Regions from separate parts of the Mus musculus genome. Here region 2 is linked to region 1. Evidence: chromatin contacts called from public promoter capture Hi-C data. All regions are on one chromosome and are shown on one strand. Each heading gives the region's core, a stretch centred on a gene start, on an enhancer-like site or on the middle of the called end of the contact. The rest is flanking DNA. Distances are from core to core; before and after follow the strand shown. Region 1 holds the start of Pcgf3 (polycomb group ring finger 3). Region 2 holds the start of Fgfrl1 (fibroblast growth factor receptor-like 1).

The links. Capture Hi-C pulls out chosen DNA fragments and counts their contacts.
Region 2: a promoter capture Hi-C map of liver shows a contact between it and region 1, with 3 times the contacts expected there. The contact joins the promoter of Fgfrl1 here to the promoter of Pcgf3 in region 1. A contact is called at or near these places in 3 of 39 promoter capture datasets (embryonic stem cells, neural stem cells and pre-B cells), 6 of 484 Hi-C or Micro-C datasets (CD4 T cells, embryonic stem cells, muscle stem cells and 1 more), 7 of 115 datasets of contacts at active chromatin or transcription factors (double positive thymocytes, embryonic stem cells, fetal liver and 2 more) and 3 of 9 other capture datasets (adipose tissue, embryonic stem cells and liver).

The regions. Positions count from the first base shown.
Region 1 is chr5:108,458,184-108,463,866 of GRCm38.p6, forward strand. It overlaps Pcgf3 (polycomb group ring finger 3), which reads left to right and starts at 3,076. Exons shown (of 11, transcript NM_172716.5): 1 at 3,076-3,268.
Region 2 is chr5:108,692,261-108,698,416 of GRCm38.p6, forward strand. It overlaps Fgfrl1 (fibroblast growth factor receptor-like 1), which reads left to right and starts at 1,969. Exons shown (of 7, transcript NM_054071.2): 1 at 1,969-2,272; 2 at 2,635-2,858. The coding sequence starts at 2,792. Gm42151 (predicted gene, 42151) reads right to left here and starts at 1,806. Exons shown (of 2, transcript NR_168910.1): 1 at 1,576-1,806.

The sequences.
Region 1 (5,683 bases), core at 1,826-4,325:
GATGTGGATGTCACACCTGTCCCTGAGAGTTTTCACCATATGCAGTTGTAAATGCTTCTGTGCAATTAGGTCACAGTGTTTTATCATAGCAATATCACAGATAAGAACAAATCACCAAGCACTTCCCTCCCCTCCAGGTTTCCTGGCTTTATCAGGCTGGACAGAGCAGTCTTTTTATCTTATCCCACTGATAGAAGCCTCCTGGATCTCTCTAGACCACCAGAGCTTTCTAGTGATGCCTGCCTGGTGGACTTCAAGATCCCTCACCCTCTCCTTTTCCCCAATCTTCCCCAACTCTAAGTTTCCATGGAGGACTAACAATGCTAGGCTGAGAGCTTTGAAGAACTGTACAGATCAAGAGCCCTTACCTAGGCATGTGTATTGGCTTCCCCTAAGATTCACCCTTCTTTCTCTGGGTCCAAGACCTGGTTTCCTGACGTGTCTGTAAATTGACATTTGGCTTATTTGTTCAGTGTGTTAGTTGTTTAGGTGGGAGGGTCATACAGCTTTTGTATACTCATGCCTATTTTGCAGTGAGGGCTAGAGTCTCCATTATCCATGCTTTCAGCCACTGCAGGTAAATCAGCTCCACTATGGCCTTGAGGTGCAGGTGCGTAGTGTGCCCAGAGGCATCAGGAGAGCTGTGCAGTCTATGAGTGAGCACAAGAACAACAACAAGGAGTAGGAGGAACTAACCACAAGACAGGACCTGGGAGGAGTTTTACTCTTTTCTCTGCAATTGGCGGCCTCACACACTGTACCCAGGTGCTATAGGATTCTTTCAAGACAGCTAGGGGTAAGAGAGCAACCCAAGAGGAGAACATAGCTAAGTTAAATACTGCAGGGGTCACAGAGGTCATAACAGACCTTGAATTTAGTTCCAAATGTCTTGGAGCCCTGGGTCCAACATTTGTTGGAAGGCAGGGCAAAGCTGACAGGCTTAAGAGAGAACTTGCTTAGATGTAGAATCATAGAGTTAGAGAGACGGCTCAGCAGTTAAGAGCACACTAATCTGGGTTTCATTTCCACATGGCAGCTAAAAACAATTGTCTTTAACTCAGTTTTAGGGGATCCAATACTCTATTTTAGCCTCCAAGGAAACTGCACACATGTGGTATACAGACATGCATGCAGGCAAAAACACCCATACAATTAAAATAAAGATAATCTTTTGAAATGTTTTTTTTAAAAAGAGATATAGGGTCAGTTCACTCTGTTCTGGGTTAAGACAGCAGCCTAGGTGGGTGGGTGATGTGAAGACCATCATTACAGAGAACAGAGGGTTTACCAAGTACCCCAGAGAGGCTAGCTGGAGACAGAAGTAAGGAAGAAGGCATTCCCTCCCCTATCATCAAACTGAGCACCATAATTTCAGGTTTCTTCATTTGCTTGGCTGAACAAAAATATATACATGTACCTGTGAACTTAGTATCAAGACAGTCACATGATTTCAGGTCTCTTCTAGTCTCCAGAAATCTGGTTTCTGTCCTAGGTAAAGCCACTGGGTGGGTTTTGAGCAGGGAATTTCCCCCCAATTAATGCTTTATAAAAGCCACTATTTTGTGCTGAAAGTAGTCAGGGAGCAAGGACAAAACACAAGGATACTAGTTGAAAGCTATCTGCTCACCTAGGGATACAGGGTTAGGATTGGGGAAGGGACACATAGCTGGATTCTAATGTGTCAGCTGTTAGTTAGAGGAAGACTTCAGCGCTGGAAGGTGGGGGCCTAAAGTGGGCAACAACTTTCAGGAGAAACCAGAGGTTGTGTAAAGCGAGAGTTCCCTGAAGGTATCCCTGATAGACACAGAAGCAAGGTCTGAATCCTGGACCTAGAATGACATCTGAATATGGTCTTACCTAAGGCATGACAAGCCCATGTGAAGACAAGTGGTTTAAGGGTCTAGCTGTCTGTCAAGCTAGATGACTTCCTGAGATCTGTGCCCTAAGTCCAGGCCTGCTCATGGTCTTCTCAACAGTACCTCTTTGCTACCTCTAATACCAACACCAGATCCTCCATTATTCTAGGACTCTCCCTCAACCTTCTCCCCCATCAGTAGTCTCTCTGTGATACAAAGGCTGCCAGGCTTCAGTAGAGTATATTTGCCTTCCTGGGTGCCTATTCTGTTTTCCTTTCTTTCTTTCTTTCTTTCTTTCTTTCTTTCTTTCTTTCTTTCTTTCTTTCTTTCTTTCTTTCTTTCTTTCTTTCTCTGAGACAGGGTTTCTCTGTGTAGCCCTGGCTGTCCTGGAACTCGCTTTGTAGACCAGGCTGGCCTCGAACTCAGTAATCCACCTGCCTCTGCCTCCCAAATGCTGGGATTAAAGGCGATAACCCCTTTCAACCTCATTCTTTGCATGCCCCTTCTCCCAAACACCTGCTGGTTGGCCACCTTGCTGCTTCCTTGTCCCACCGCCTGTCTAGCATACAGCTGCCACAACCACTTTGTTTCCTAAGAACAGACTTCCAGTCCAGCATGGTAGGGCATTCCTTTAGTCCCAACACTTGGGAGGCAGAGGCAGGCGGATCTATGTTAGTTCGAGACCAGTCAGGGCAACACAGAGAAACCCTTTCTCGAAAATACAAGTAAACAAACAAACAAACAAACAAACAAGAACAGACTTTCTTTTCTCAGTTTATGCCCTCTGCCAGTCACAATGCACAGTGGACAACGGACAAATTGTGGGTTTCCACGGTCCGAAAGGCCAGCATAAGGGTCTCTCTGTGTCCACAGTGATTCCAAGAAAGGACAAAAATGTAAGCAGAAGGTTTATGGGGGTAGGAAACCCGTGGTCTAGATACTCCGGTTTCGTTCCTAACTCATGCAGTTGCCTGTCAGCGCGCGTCCTGAACAACCCGGCGGAGTTTCTCCAGGTAGTGCTTCTGACCACGCCTCCTGACCCACCTCTCACCTGTGACCACACCCCCGAGCTCCACCCTGCCTGTCTCGCCGAGCCAGCTTCCTGAGTCAATTGCTGCCTGCACGCGCCTGCGCTCTCTGGCCCCTCCTGCACCCCACCCCTATAGGCTCCGCCTTTCAGAGGCCCCGCCTCTCTCGTTTGCGAGGTGGGAGCTGAGCCACACACTGCGCATGCTCCAGCCGCGGCGCCCCCGACTCCGCACTCGGCTGGGTTCGGGCATTTCCGCCTCTTTGTTTTAAACTCTGCACGGCTTTTTTCTCCTCCTCTTGGGGGGGACCCAGAGGGAGCGGCGCCCCCTCCCCCTCCCGGCGAGCCCCCGCGTGCGCCCGCTCGCCCGCCGCCCGAGACGCAGGTCAGTGAGCCCGCCCCGCCTGGCCTGGCCCGCGCGCCCGCTCCTCAGGCCGCGGGCCTCGGCCCATGGGCGGCAGAAGGCTGCGAGCCCAGCGCCCCCGGCAGGCCCGGGAGGCGGGACCCTAAAAGCCTGCGAGAAGGCCAGGACTTCTCGCAGGTCTGGACCCCGGGAGGGCAGAACCCAGGGCCATGCTGGATCCCGGAACAATCTGGACCCAGGGAGGACAGGGACCTTGGACCAGACAGAACCCGGGGAAGAGCCTGCACAAGGCTGGACCCTTGACCAGGCTAGACCGGGGTGGGCAGAATCCTAGACCAGGCAGAACAGCAGCCGAGGTGGATTCCGAGCAGTCTGGACCCCGAGAAAACAGGACCTAGGGAAGACAAGGAGCTCAGTCCGGCTAGACCTGGCACCAGGCACGATTCCAGAGAACAGGACCCCGGAAGAACAGGAGTCTGGGCCAGGCTGGATCCAGGGGGATCAGGACCGCAGACCAGGCAGGACCCAGGACCAGGCCAGAATTACTGAGGGCTACTCACTGAACAGTCCTTAGGACTGGGCAGCTCTCCCATAGTTCTGGGACCCCAGGACAGGTGGAGCCCCGACTCTTGGAATGGACACTTGGGGGAGGGTCAGTATTAGAGACCTGACAAGAGTCTAGAAAAGGTCATTGAGGAAGAATGGCTCCCAGGACCTGGCAGGACTTAGAAAATGGCAGAATCACTTAGATGGGCCAACTAATGATAGATTACAGAGGAGGGTTAAGACCCTGAGACCACCCCACAGAGGGCCAGGGTGCTGGGACAAGGCCATAGGAAGGTCAGATCTCCCAGGGACAAATCGGCTGTAGAGAGCTGGGAAATCAAGGCTGGCTCAAAGGAATCTGGACCACTGTGGCAGTCCTTTGAGCAGTTTGAGGCCCTGAGGGTGAACTGTGAGGAGAGTTCAGAATATAGATAGGCTTCAGGACAAACAGGACCAAAGGTGGGTCCCTTTAAAATGAAAGCCTTGGAGCTGAACCGTGAGGATGGTCCTCAGGGATTACTTAGATAATAGTTGGAACTTTAAGGCAGGGAGGGCCTAGGACTCTAGTAATTGACCCCCGAACTCTGCTGAAAAGACTACTAGGCATTGGGAGGTTTCGATCAGCCCAGCCACAGGGAACCTTTGCTATGAAGTGCTTACACTCCCCACAGGTCCCCTAGCTTCTTGATGTTACAGAGTGGGTGAGGCTCTCAGCACAGTTGCAAGGCAAAGTTGGAGCTCAGCTGGGCTCCAAGGACTCAGGTATCAAGGGCATGCCCTGTGCTTGCTGCTTCATGCCCCAAGCCTCCAAGTTGCCTTTCGTCTGGTCTCCCCAGCTCCTACAGGACTGTGCCTTTCCCTAGTCTTGACCCCAGGTCAGTGGCTGTACCTTCACCCTCCTTCCTCCTCTCCCAGCAGGTCTTGAGGGTGTGGTGTAGAGAGGCTAGAGGCTAGGTGTCCAGTGGGGAGGAGGCCTTCCAGGAATAGGTAGGAAGGTGAGGGCAGTGAGCAGAGAGGACTGAGGGCCTTTTGAATAGATGAACACCTAGCACCCACACTCCTGTTTCTCTCCTAGAAAGGAAAGAGTTTTTGTTTCTCTGAAATCTTCCCAGCCAGTCTGTCATGGAGAACACAATATTTGTGGAAAAGTGAGATGTGTTTTTACTGTTGTGGGAGACACTAGGGCAGGTACTGAGATGTTCACTGAAAACCTGATATGTTTCAAGATAAGAAAGCAAGGCATTCTAGAGTGGCCTAGCTCCCACACAGACCTGGGTGGTCAACAATGGCTGTGTTGCTCTGTGGAAGTTCTGCTCTGTCAGGCTGCACTTAAAAGTGCTGGAGACAGGGTGAGAGCAAACTCTGGGCTGTTTGGATTCCTAAGAGATATTTGAGCTGGCCAGTTCTATGTTTCATTTTGAGCCACATCACGGTTTGGTTTCTCAGGGAAAAACAAGTCTAGGTTTCTTAGCATGGGTGTCAACTGAGTTGTGTTCAAAGTGGAAAGTTGTTATTTGCCAAGTGTCCTCACACTTGGGAATCTTGTACCGAGCGCTTACCTCTGATTTTTTTCTTTGCTGTGCCCTTTATTGTATTTTGCTGTGTGAAATGTTAGACAAGAACTGAGCATTTGTTTAGGTTTGATGGTGATCTTCAATTTCCTATGCTTGGATTTCTGAACATAGAATGGTATTGAAGGGTTATATTATTTATATGTTGCTATATAACAAGCTACCTTAGAATGTAGTGCCCTAAGATACCTAAGATATTGGTTCTGCTAGAAGGTGACGAGCCCAGGCCTGACTTTTCAGGTTTCCTGGCCAGGTTCCTTGGTCAGGGTACTAGTTAGGTCAGTAGAAGGTGGATCAGGCTCTGCAGTATTGCTGTCAG
Region 2 (6,156 bases), core at 719-3,218, 230 kb after region 1:
GCAGATGCTGCAAACAAACTTGTGATGCTCTGGAGTGGGATTGTCGAATGGACAGGGAATGGCCAACGGCCTAGGTTTCACTTTTAAAGGGGCAGGGCTTGCAACTCCGGTTTCGGGTTCCAAAGAGCAGTGAGGCGAGCCTAGCCAGGTTCCAAAGCTGCGCAGCGGTTTCCGGACAGCAGGAGTGGATACCCTGTGAGCACCGGGCAGGACGTGGAGGGGCGGGGCGGGGCTGGGGTGGTAAATTCCCTCCATAGCTGCCTAACCTATCACCTCCGCCAGGGGGCAGCGTGTTCTTTCACCGGGCAGGGGTAAGGAGTGGAGAACCTGGGCAGGTGGGCCACAGGGAACAGGTGCGGGGGCTGGGGGCTGGGGGCTGGGGGGGGGGGGGCGGCGGTCTCTTCAGCAGGGAACATATAAGGTGAAGGAGGCTGGAGGTGGTGACCAGGGGTTTAGGGCCTAGTGGCCAGGCAGAAGGGAAGCATAGAGTAGTGTTTCTCCCTTCCTGGCACACCTGTACTGACACACCTGTCTTTGAACAAGCCTCACTCACCTGTGGTCTCTGCACCTTCCCGTCTAACTTCAATCCATTGCCTACCTTTTTCTGCCCATTGGGCTCATTTGCTTTTAACCTCCCCACACTACAGAGCCACCTCCACACACAACTGCTCTTGGTTGGCAGCAACACAATGTTGTTGCACTACATGCTTCGGTGGCATCTCCTCACAAAACTTTCTGTGGAGCCAGGACCTACTCAGACTAGTCAGGACCCACTCTGTCTGTTTTAAATGCTTTCTGTGACCCCAGTACTAGCCCAAATTCTCTGGTAGCCCAGAGAAAGTTCCATGGGCTGCTTCTGAGACACAGCGTTGCAGTTGAGATGGGTACTTGGACCTTCATGCAGAGGAGACAAGGTTCACCTCCATTTGCCCACACTAGCCCAGAAACAGAATTTGGGGCTAGGAACACTAGGCTATTCCTCGGTTTCATTTTTCTCTGACAGGCTTCCGGAAAGAGGGGGTGCTTCTTAGCTTAGAGAAGAAAAGTTGTTTGGATCAGGGTCCTTGAAAGCGGAGCTTAGGAGTGGTCTCTTGGGAGGCACTACCGGGGCGTCAAAAATTATGGGATTTATGTTGAGAAAACTGGCAAGACTCATGTTTTGATGAATTTTGGCTCTGGTGAGTGAGGGTAGGCAGGAAGCTGTCTGGAGAGATCGCGGGGGATGGATCAGGATGCTGCTGAAGGGAGCTAGTGAGGTTTGGGAAACTCACCAGTCTTTCTGTTTGATGGGTGCAGGGGTACAGCAAGACACTTGCTAAGTAGCAAAGACAAAAGGGTGTGTTGATTACTATCACAAAGCAGGTGAGGTGCAGAGAAGTATCCAGGTGGGCTGTAGGACCCTCTCAGCCTTCCTAAGGTCCTAGGTACAACTAGATGCTCAAGTCAGGGCTTCGTTGGACTCCAGCACTGGAGATCTGCGCCATCTCCCCCCCCCCCCCCGCACCTTACCCCCCCACCCCCACCCCCCCACCCCCCGCCCTCAAACCAGAGCAGCACAGCGGCCTCTCTACTCACAAAAGCTCGAAGGTTCCGTTCAGCTCCCTTCCTCCTGTTTAAAGCCGGGAGTAGAGACAGTGCAGTAACGGCCAGCTCTGGGGGCCAGGGGCCTAGCTGGTGCAGATACCGAGTGGGCTCCGCGGCCATCAGCTGGTCTTCAGGCTAGCGGGACCGCGCGTTCCCAGAGCCCAGGGGCGGGGGCGCGGCGAGGCAGGGCCGACTGGGCGCGCTCCGGGGAGCCGCCAGCCTGAAGGGCAGAAGCACTGCGAGGGTTAAGCAGCGAGCCTGGCGGGCACGTGTGCGGATTGGAGCAAAGTTTCGGGGAGGGGCGGGGAACGGGGCGGACTGGGGCTCGCAGATTGGCCGGAAGTTGTGCGGGGCGGAGCTCAGGGCTGCTCCGCGCTCGCTCCGGGAGAGTTGACAAAGCCCCGCAGGGAAGGACGCCTCGCGGCGCGGCGCCCCGGGCCCCTCGCCCCGCCGCCCCTCTTCCCCGCCCTCGCCAAGCCTCGCCGTTTATCCGCGCGGACAGCGCGCCCCGCGCCCCAGCCCGGCCCCAGCCGCCAGCGCCCAGGTAGCGCCGCCCCGCCCAGGCCGGGCCCGGGGGCGCGGGGGGCGGGATGCGGCGCCCGGGGCAGCGATGACCGCGTCGCGCTGCTCAGGGGCCCGGCTCTGACCCCGTTGCCTGCTGCGCGCCCCCGCGCTGATCCCTGTCGAGGTGAGCCGGGCTGTACGTCCGCGACCCCCGGAGGGAGGGCTGGAATGGGTTAGAGTGCGGGGCGCGAAGGGCAGGGCCGCGATCACTGTGCGGGGCGGGAGCCGGGCTCGCGCCGTAGCTGCTCCTGTGGGGCCCGCGGCCCTGCCCCGCGCCCCGCCCCCCCTTGAGCCCCACGTGGGCCCCCCAGCGCAAATTTGTCCGCTAATGGCGCAGGCGATTATCTGCGGGGCCGCTCGGTGTTGTGTGTCCCGCGGGCAGGGCCCGAGTTACAAGCGCCAGGAATCCAGACGGTGTTTGGAAAGGGGGCGGCGGGGGCGGCTGGTAATTAGTGTAAACCCTTTGTCTGCCTTTGATACGCTCAGCGTCTACGCGCCTCGCTTCCTTTGCCTGGAGCTCGGCGCCGAGGGGGGCCGGACCCTGGCTCTGCGGCCGCGACCTGGGTCTTGCGGGCCTGAGCCCTGAGTGGCGTCCAGTCCAGCTCCCAGTGACCGCGCCCCTGCTTCAGGTCCGACCGGCGAGATGACGCGGAGCCCCGCGCTGCTGCTGCTGCTATTGGGGGCCCTCCCGTCGGCTGAGGCGGCGCGAGGTGAGTCCTGGCGCCCAGTCTGGCGCTTTGGCCTCTGCAGCGCCGCCCCTTTCCCACCAGCCCTGAACTCTGCCACACAGTGCCCGCCTGGCACACTCCTCCCCTCCCTGTCTGCTCCATCGCAGCAGATCCTCCCCCCAACCCCCATCCTTAACCTGAAGTACTGTCGGTTTTACATGCCTCTACCTCACTCTTGGGGTTACCTAGTCACAATCAGATACCCCCAGCTCACCCTCTTTGGCTGACACCTCATGTAAAGGGCCCCAGAATCATTTGACTGTTGGCCTTGCCTAGGTCCTTTCCAGGACAGCCTCATAATCTTGCATAAACACACTTTCAGGTGCATATCTAGATGGAGAGCAGGTGGTTGTCACCCCTCCCCCAGATTCTTGGGGAGTGGACTCTTTGTGGGAGCAGAAAACCTAATTGGGTCCCTGGGAACTTGCAGAGACTCACACAGTGCCTAGCTGAATATAGAGAACATTGGTGATATCTTGGTGATTGGAGCTCGCTCTGATCCAGCCCTCAGCTGACCCAGCTCTGGACCCTTGGCTTGCTTATCAATTACAGGTAGCATAGTCTACCATCTGGGAGTCCCCAGAGCACAGAACATCACTACAGTAAAGGTGGAAGATCTTAGACCACAGGGTCACACACTATGTTGTTGCAGGATACACCACACTATGGCTTGGCTACATCACTCGTCTTCTGGGGAGCTCTGCCCTAGACCTAGCCCTGGCAGAGGGCACCCAGAGCTGATGGGTGATACATGCCCGTAGATTTTTGGCCACTGTGTTCCAGTGTCACGGGGCACAGTGCTGGGCTCCCCTATGGTTAGGCAGGACTGATGGCCAGGCGGGCCCTTTGGGTGTGTTGGCCACTCAGGACTGTCCTTGCTCTGTCCACCAGTCCTCTGAGGCTTCGCATCTCCTCCCCCCGCCACTAGCGCGGGCGCACTGAGCCCAACCTGGCCTTATATGGCCACGTTTGGTGTTGGGCGGCGGGTGGCGGCCCAGGTGGGCCTTATGCCACTATAACCCCCCTTCTTCTGCTTGGGGACTGGCTGGCTGGAGGGTGGGGGCTGTCCAGGCACAGCTGGGCTGGACAGTGTCCTGGGCATGTAGGCACTTGGGCCATGCTGGGTGAGTTGTCTCTTCACCCTCCCCCCCCCCCCAACTGGTGGCCCAGTCTATGATTGGTCTTTTATCTGTTTGGATACACCCCATCCCTGCACCTGCCTCTTCTTTGGCTGCTCAGCAAAGGAGGCTCTGAAGGCTCCTGCCCTGCCATGATCACTGGCTGGAGCTTCAGGCAGATTGATGGGTGGCAGTGGGCAGCAGCACTACCTTTTGGTGACGGTCCTAGAGGGTCCACTGTTTCTGCCTTTGTCTCCCTTGGCCACAGTCCTGGGACTGTGCCTTGTATCTGACCCTGGCTGTGCTAGTGAAGGCCTTTGGCCAGCACTAGGAAGCTGGAAAGATCTGCCTTCCAAGGGCAAGGGCCCTGTGGTTGGGGTGGAAGAATGGCGTTTCCTGAGTTATGCTGACTTCTCCCTTCAGGCACAATCTGGACTGGAGGGGCTAAGCTATTCCAAATGCATTCCTTCTCCAGTGGTTCTTCGTGAGTAGGCCCAATTTTGACCTTAAATTGGGCCAAAGAACTGCGTGTAGAGTTTGGGCTGTTTTGAAAGCTATTTCCCTGGGGTGTCACAGTTTTTGGAATCTGTACATCTCTAGATTGGGATCATATTTTAAAAGTTCCCCTTTGCCCAAAGTTTCACAATGCAGTGAATTTGCCCTAAGATACTTCCACCCACCCCCTTTGAAAAAAAGACAAGGTTTGGTTTAGTCCATCCCGTTTCTCACAGTTAGAATGTAAGTTTCAGAACAGAATACCATTCTCAAAGATAAGTCTAGAAGTGAAGTGCCACCTCTGGGACCAGCCTCTGAGCAGCCAGCTTAGGAGTCTTCTCTGTCTTTTGGACCCAGTCTTTGGGTTTGGAGTGAGCTGGCCCTGATGGACAGTCGGGGTGCCTGCCATGGCTGTACAGTGCAGCAGTTTGCCCAGAGTCCTGTGTTGTAGAGAAGGATGTGTATGTGGTGCTGTGGAGATGATGATTGGCCATTTGTGTGGAGCTGACCCTGGCTTTTAAACAGTCTGTAGGAGGCCTCTTTTCTTCACAGGCTGTGGCCGATCAGAGTGTGGCTGGAGTGAGGTAGATGTTCGGGAGCCAGGCCTAGCCCCTGTGAGGTAGGGATGTGGGCCAGCCTCCCATTCACATCTGGGGCCCTATTCCTGGAAGGGAAAATAAATCACTGTCCCCCTGGGGGCGGGGAGGGAGCTGTGAACAAAGTCGCCTTTGGCTAGGCCTGGAAATACCGACCACAGGCTCCTTTATCCTTTGTGCAGGATCAATGGGCCTCTGGGCTCTCAGAGTTGCCTTTCAGTCAGCCTGCCCTGTGCTGTGGCCCTTACTAGGGAAATGTTGGTTTTTCCCCAGCTGAGGCCTCTAGTCTCTGGTTTTCCTGGCCTTGGCTCAGTCTTTGCTGGTAGTGCTGGGGGCAGTTGGCTGTGGCCCAACAGCCTCATTTCCCCTACTGGCCACCTGCCCTCTTTATAGCCAGAACCTGATGCTTGGTCCATAGTGGCCTCTTCTCCCTCATTTTGCCTTAATGTGGTGACCCCAGAATGCATAGGGGGTAAGGTGTGTCTAAGCCCCTGTTTCCGTCCTTCATAGGTACCTTCCTCTGCCTGCTACCTGCTCTTCTAACCAGTACTCTTGCCTATATTTCAAGGTGGAGGAGAGCAAAGGGTTCCTGAGAATGGGGTAGGAGGAGCTAAGAGCCCCAGGCTGGGGTGCAAACAGAGTAGGCCTGTGGTAGGTGTAGTCTGTGTAGGCTTAGGAGAGGTAGAAGGTAGACAGAGGGTGCATGCCATTGGATAGCTGCAAAAAGCAAGGGCTTCCCACTGAGCAGGAAGTACAACTCCTCTTTGCACCAGGAGTTTATTTCCCGAGAGATTTGTATGAACTGCCTAGGGTCTGTAGAGCTAGTGGTGGTGCCGCTAGAAGTAGGTGGGAAGGGGGCCATCTGCTGTTCTGGCTCAGGTGCGATGCTGGATGGTAGGAGAAGGTTCCAGCCCCCGACTGGCCTGGTGCCCTACAGGAAACATGGACACCAGGCCAGAGCCTTCTACTGAGCTGCCCCTATATGCCTTGCAGCCTATCTTCCAGCTTCTGGGAGTAGTGGTGTGGCATGGGATGAGGCTCAGAGCCACACATTGATGAGGGGTACTGGGA